2 separate regions of the Zea mays genome follow, and region 1 is linked to region 2. Evidence: chromatin contacts called from public Hi-C data. All regions are on one chromosome and are shown on one strand. Each heading gives the region's core, a stretch centred on a gene start, on an enhancer-like site or on the middle of the called end of the contact. The rest is flanking DNA. Distances are from core to core; before and after follow the strand shown. Region 1 holds the start of LOC100280694 (pyrophosphate--fructose 6-phosphate 1-phosphotransferase). Region 2 holds the start of LOC103643584 (probable glucomannan 4-beta-mannosyltransferase 2).

What was found. Hi-C and Micro-C count contacts between places; a contact is called where the count stands out from the background.
Region 1: a contact with region 2 is called in a Hi-C map of leaf, with 8 times the contacts expected there. The contact joins the promoter of LOC100280694 here to the promoter of LOC103643584 in region 2. A contact is called at or near these places in 6 of 25 Hi-C or Micro-C datasets (bundle sheath, ear, leaf and 1 more).

Annotation. Positions count from the first base shown.
Region 1 is chr1:248,596,401-248,599,194 of Zm-B73-REFERENCE-NAM-5.0, forward strand. LOC100280694 (pyrophosphate--fructose 6-phosphate 1-phosphotransferase) reads left to right here and starts at 1,545. Exons shown (of 14, transcript NM_001153613.2): 1 at 1,545-1,874; 2 at 2,318-2,646; 3 at 2,773-2,794. The coding sequence starts at 2,351.
Region 2 is chr1:248,254,304-248,257,278 of Zm-B73-REFERENCE-NAM-5.0, forward strand. LOC103643584 (probable glucomannan 4-beta-mannosyltransferase 2) reads right to left here and starts at 1,255. Exons shown (of 9, transcript XM_035964290.1): 1 at 674-1,255.

The sequences.
Region 1 (2,794 bases), core at 295-2,794, 340 kb after region 2:
ATTATATCCAATAGACTTGTAAACGACACTTCAAATTTAGTGGTTCTCTATTTCTCTATTTTCGCTCTCCAATTTTGGATACCCTGCTTCACTCTCTACTCAGTCCGTAGATTTACCGAGTCTGTTAGATTAGCATATACTTTTTCTCTAAAATCTATTTTAGAGAGTAGCTAAATCAGTAAATTTGGCTAGTCTTTTTAGCTAACTTTTTGAAGTTGCTCTAAAGAAATCAAAATATTCTGTAAAAGACGACCACAACTCTAAGAAAAGTGGATCGGATATCCAAGCTAGCCGTTGCAGTCTTAGCTTAACGCACAACATACAAAACTTCAATTAGCATGATGACACCATACTCAATTGCATGACACTGTATCTTCTCAGCAATGTCCATTCCGTCAAAAACCGCGTGGCAACGCTATTCTCAGCAGCATGGACTCATGAGGGATGGATTGACTCGGGTGCTGCAATCCAAATATCTCTATATCTACTTCTATATGAGTTTCTCCATACGTCACCTCCTCTCCTGGCTCTCCACAGCCAGATGGGTATATGAGAGCACATACATTTAAATGGTAAAATAAGGCGTGTATGTTTTTATAAAAGTCAACGTTTTAAAACTTTGATCAACAATTCAACAAAAAAACATATATTTCTAGTGTATGCATGTTACATATTTAAATTTGTATTAAAAATATTTTAATATGATGCTCAATTTGTATTTGTTGATGTTATATTTAAAAAGAATTAATGGTCAAAGTTCCAATCTAAAAGATTTCTCAAAAAAAATATGTCTTATTTTATAGGATAAAGGAATATTTTTTATAAAATAGAGGAAAAATAAACCAAGTCATGTTTGGCTTAGCTCATCGTGTCACACCTTAGTCCTACGCACGACATGGTGATCAGGCCACGCTGAATCGTTTTTGGGCCAGGCTAAATCGTGGTAGGTCACGTGAGGACCTGCCGCTACTATTCTCGTAAGCCGGCTGGGATTTTCAACTGCTTACCCTAGTGGCGATAAGGCGGAGAGGGGACAAGGAAGGGGCAACATTCATTAGGGATTGTTGCTGCATGAGTCACCTCACGGGAAACGACGCAAGTATTAGAATTATGGTTTCTCATTCGTCATATAAAATATATTTTAATGAACAATTCAAACAAAGCATAAATTATTATAAAAGTTTGAAACAAAGCACAAATTATTATAAAAGTTTGGAACGTGTTTAAACAACTATTAAATTTAAATAAGATCTATGTGATATATAAAAAACTGTAGTAATGTAAGAGCACTTAACTAGTAGGCTTTAATTAGTTTTTGAGATTTGAGTTATGCATTTTTAGAATGGATAGATTATTATAGTTATGAACGGGATACCCGTGAAAAACTCGGCCCTTCCGATGGCCGGACTGCATCAACACACCGGTCCAACGGACGACCACATGAATTGGACCAAAGAAAGAAAAAAAAAAGTGGCCGAAAAGGAGACCCCGTGCCGTGCGTGGACATGGCGCCTGGCGGAAACACATGAGCCGCATGGCAGTCAGCGCCCCGACTTTTCCGCCTTCCTTGCACCACCCCGTCATATCTCGGCAACAATTTCTCGGCGCCAACCGGCCGATCCATCCTCGTCGTAAGTCTGCGCTTTCATCCCTTATTGTTCCAGGAACAAACAAAATCTACAGGTTTCCAAGACACCAGGACGGAGACATCGAGGAGGCGGCGGAGACGCCGCCGCGTCCTTCCGCTTCTGAGCCGTATAACAACAAACCCCTCGGCCCCGTCCCCTCTGTCCATCGATCACCTTGACCACGTGCCTGTGCCGCAGGCCGCAGCCAGGCATCTCCGGCGAATCTGGTTTGAGGCGCGGAGAGAGGTGAGTTTCCTGATCAGTGGTGCTCTTACCCGTTCTGTCCGGTTCGATTTGCTGATGCGGCCGGCTGGTTTGATCGTTTTTGGGTGCGATTGTTGTGATTGTTTTGTGAGCTTGCGGCAGGCAATGACACTGATTGTAGAATTTTGTTCTATTGGTTGGCCCTTCTATTGGGAAGGGGATCGATCCCTATTTTTTTCCCTTGCCTTTTCTCTCTGCAAAAGAGAGGTGGCTTTGGTCTGCCGTATCATGATTTCCCCCCACTGCGGTCTAGTATGCAAATGGAAAATTGTACACCTTTAGTCGCAGTCTCCAATATTGTTGGATGCTCGTATCATCGGCCTTTTTAACAGTACAAGCTAACTTTGTTCTATGTAGTGTAAGACAGTAGGAATACCTCTGTCCCATACTGATAGGCTGATAGCTAGCTGGAACCTATTCCACAGGATATTTGCATGCGGGACTGATCAATCAAAGCAATGGCAGTAGCGCCCATGGACTGCGGTGCTGGTTCGATTAGTCTAGGCCACAAGGTTTTATGCCGTTTCGGAGTACCCAACAGCAGTAGATTGCGATGGGTGGGATATGACAGGAAACAAAGGACAGATCAGTTGATTGCTAGAGCCGTATCCGTGGATCGGACACAACTAGACTTCTCGAATCCGGACTGGAAGACGCAGTTTCAAGAGGATTTCGATAAGCGCTTCAGCTTGCCACACTTGACAGATGTAATTGATGTGGAACCGAGGCCAACTACTTTTTCTCTCAAGAGCAGGTGACATATTTCCTCTGCTTTTCCTTATGATTGGTCTCATGCTAATCCTAATTTATATCATTTGTGACCAAAATTTCTATTAGAATTTGTCTAATGTGTGTAATATTGTTACTGTGTCTACAACAGAGCCCCTCTTGAGAACGCGAAT
Region 2 (2,975 bases), core at 5-2,504:
CGCACAAGAACATTGTTCAGACATCTAGGAAAACTACGGTTTTCTAGTGTTGTTAGTCTACTGCCAGCAATGCAAAGAAAAGACTAATCATGCATTAGTGACAGTGTCAGTACAGCAAGGAAAACGAGACTGTCCCCATCCATCTTAATACCACTGGTTTCCTTTAATTGACACTAGGATAGCTCGAGCAGACACTGCATTGTGCTCCACTTGTCCTCATTAATAGGATTCCTTTTCCTTTCTTTAGGCGCCCATGGTATTTTTCAGGTTTCATTTCATAACTGAACCACAATGCCGTCACTTGTATCATGATTGCACTAACCAAAGGAGCGTACGCGTAAACAGTGGAGCCCATTTCTGATACTAGCTCCACCTTACGACTTGAGAGTTGAGAAAGTACAGTACAAACACATCGAGAGACTTGTTCCTTTGAATCCATAATAAACTTCCCATCTCATTCAGAAACAGGAGGAAGGACCCCTGGACCCAAAATGCTCAGAAAATATCAGCATGATCCACGTCCAAAAAAAACCTCGGAATAAACTCATAACGCCGCATACTGCCTACGGTTATACAATCTAGCGACCGCGACGTGTAACAGGGAGAAAATGGGCCAGCAATTAATCAGGTCACAACACATGTAGCTTGTGCCCAAAAGTAGAACGCTCCCCACCTCCCGCTCGTTGTACATCGGGATCTGCACGAGCACCATGGGGAAGTCCGCCCCAGTGGCCGCCTCGACGTCGCAGCCTCCGGGCATGGGCTCCCAGCGGTACCTCGCGTCCGGGCGGCGCCACAGCATCGCGGCGGCGGAGGCGAGGCTGGCGAGGCCCATGTACGCGGCCTCGGCGACGAGCATCGCCGACGCCGCGAGGCACGCCCACACCGCCGCCCGCAGCGCCCACGCAGCGGCCGCGAGCGCCGGAACCGCCCAGGCCGCCATCTGGATGGGGGTGCCTTGCTTGGAGCGGACGGAACGGGAGGAGTGGGAGTGCGTGCGCCGCGTGCAGCAGCTCTGCCTGCGTGCGCTTTTTTGTTTTGTATTGAAAGGGAGGGGGGTTCCAGTAGTGGTGGTGGTGGTGGTGGTAGCGGTAGCGGTAGCTGGGGTCTGTGGTGTGGATGGCGGTGGCTGAGAGCGAGCGGCCCGCAACGCGATCGAGGAAGAGGAGGGAGGACATTTTGGATTGGATGTGGGGAAAGTTGCCAGGACGGATGTCCCCCGCTCCCGCTGGAATGGAATGCGCTTCCTGTACATGTGGGATACGATCTTTCTTGTTTCGATGACATAGGCTGGGCTCGATTTGCCTGGACCATACCCGCTCGGTGTTTGGTTTGAGATCTCACGAGTGAATAGTGACTGGCCCATAACGAGGGGATGGGCGGCCCGAGCAGTAGATAGGGTGGCCGTTGCCTGTTAGTCAGGTTAAAGTGTATTGTTTCTTATAATTTTTTTCCTTTTTTGCGTATACCATGATCTAACTTGCGGAGCAGCAGATTTATTTTATTTTCGGGCAGTTTATAGAGTCACGATCTTTGATTTGTTATCCTCACATAACTACCTTGTCTACTACTTATTAAAACTACAAGAGGTAGCATGCCTCCCCTGATTCTGCCTATGTCCTGTCCAACCCTGACCACCAAAAACCTCCGTCCATCCACCCACAACAATATCCCGTCCATCCACTGCATGTTGTTATAGGTGTACATTCGGGCCGCCCGGCCCGGCCCGGCCCAAGCCCGAAAAGGCCCGTATTATTTGAATTTCGGGCCGGCCCGGCCCGTTTGAATTTTGGGCCGTGCCGGGCCGGCCCATGGGCCTAGCCCTCGGCCCACGGCCCGGTCCGTAATTGCTTAAACGTGTCGGGCTCATTTCGGGCGGCCCGAAATTATAAAAGCCCGAAATTCAATTTTTGGCCCGAAATTCACATTAGGGCCCGAAATTCAGTTTTTGGCCCGAAATTCACATTAGAGCCCTAAATTCAAAAAATAATAAAACAAATAAAAGATAAGACAAATAAATTTGAACAAAATCAAACTTAATATTTGTATTAATTAAAGTTACCACAGCTATGCAATGACTACCTCATTTATAAATCATTTGTTAGAAGGAAAAAGAGTATAACCAGCTCTATACAAAGTTCGTAAGTTCAGTTTATTGTCTAATGTTCATAACAAAAGCAAAAATTACATCACACACTCTAATTCAAAGCTACAAAAAATATCTAACTAGCATTATCTCTAGCTTTATGTTCTTTATCAAGTATATGAAAGTGTGAAATTAAGTGTGGTTTTAATAAATATATGGGCCTTTTCGTGCCTCTATATGGGCCATTTCGTGCCTGCCTTAAACGGGTCGTGCCCGTGCCCGCCCATGGGCCGTGACCTCGGCCCAAACCCGGCCCGATATAACGGGTCGTGCCGGCCCGGCACTAAATTATTTCGGGTCGTGCTGTGCCTGGGCCGTGCTTTTTTTCCGTGCTTCGGGCCGGCCCATCAGGCCCGACCCAAATGTACACCTATACATGTTGTGCCCACCCCCGCCCCCTCTATCCTCATCCCCAAGCTGTCAACAACCTCCTCGCCATCTGCCGCACTCCACCAACAACCGCCCATGCCATCTGCGCTAGTTTTGCACTCTGCCTCCATCACGCCGCCACACTGCGTGCTCCAACTGCGCTCTCGCTAGCATGCCTCGAGGCACTGGGCGCACGCTGCCGCTTGAGTCCTTGCACTAGGAAGTGGAGGGCGAGCCCGTCCTTGCCACCGCAGACATGGGGCGACACAACCAACGACGAGGACGCGACCTTGAAAGGGAATTGTACCATTGGGCCATTTCTAGTTGTTTTGATGATTTAATACTCAACACATCACTTTGGACTAACACTCTTGATATGAGCATGAGCACAGGTTTAGAGAAAGCAAATTGAAGGCAAGAAGTCCAAATAAGTTGAATTGGATGACCAAAAGCGCAACTT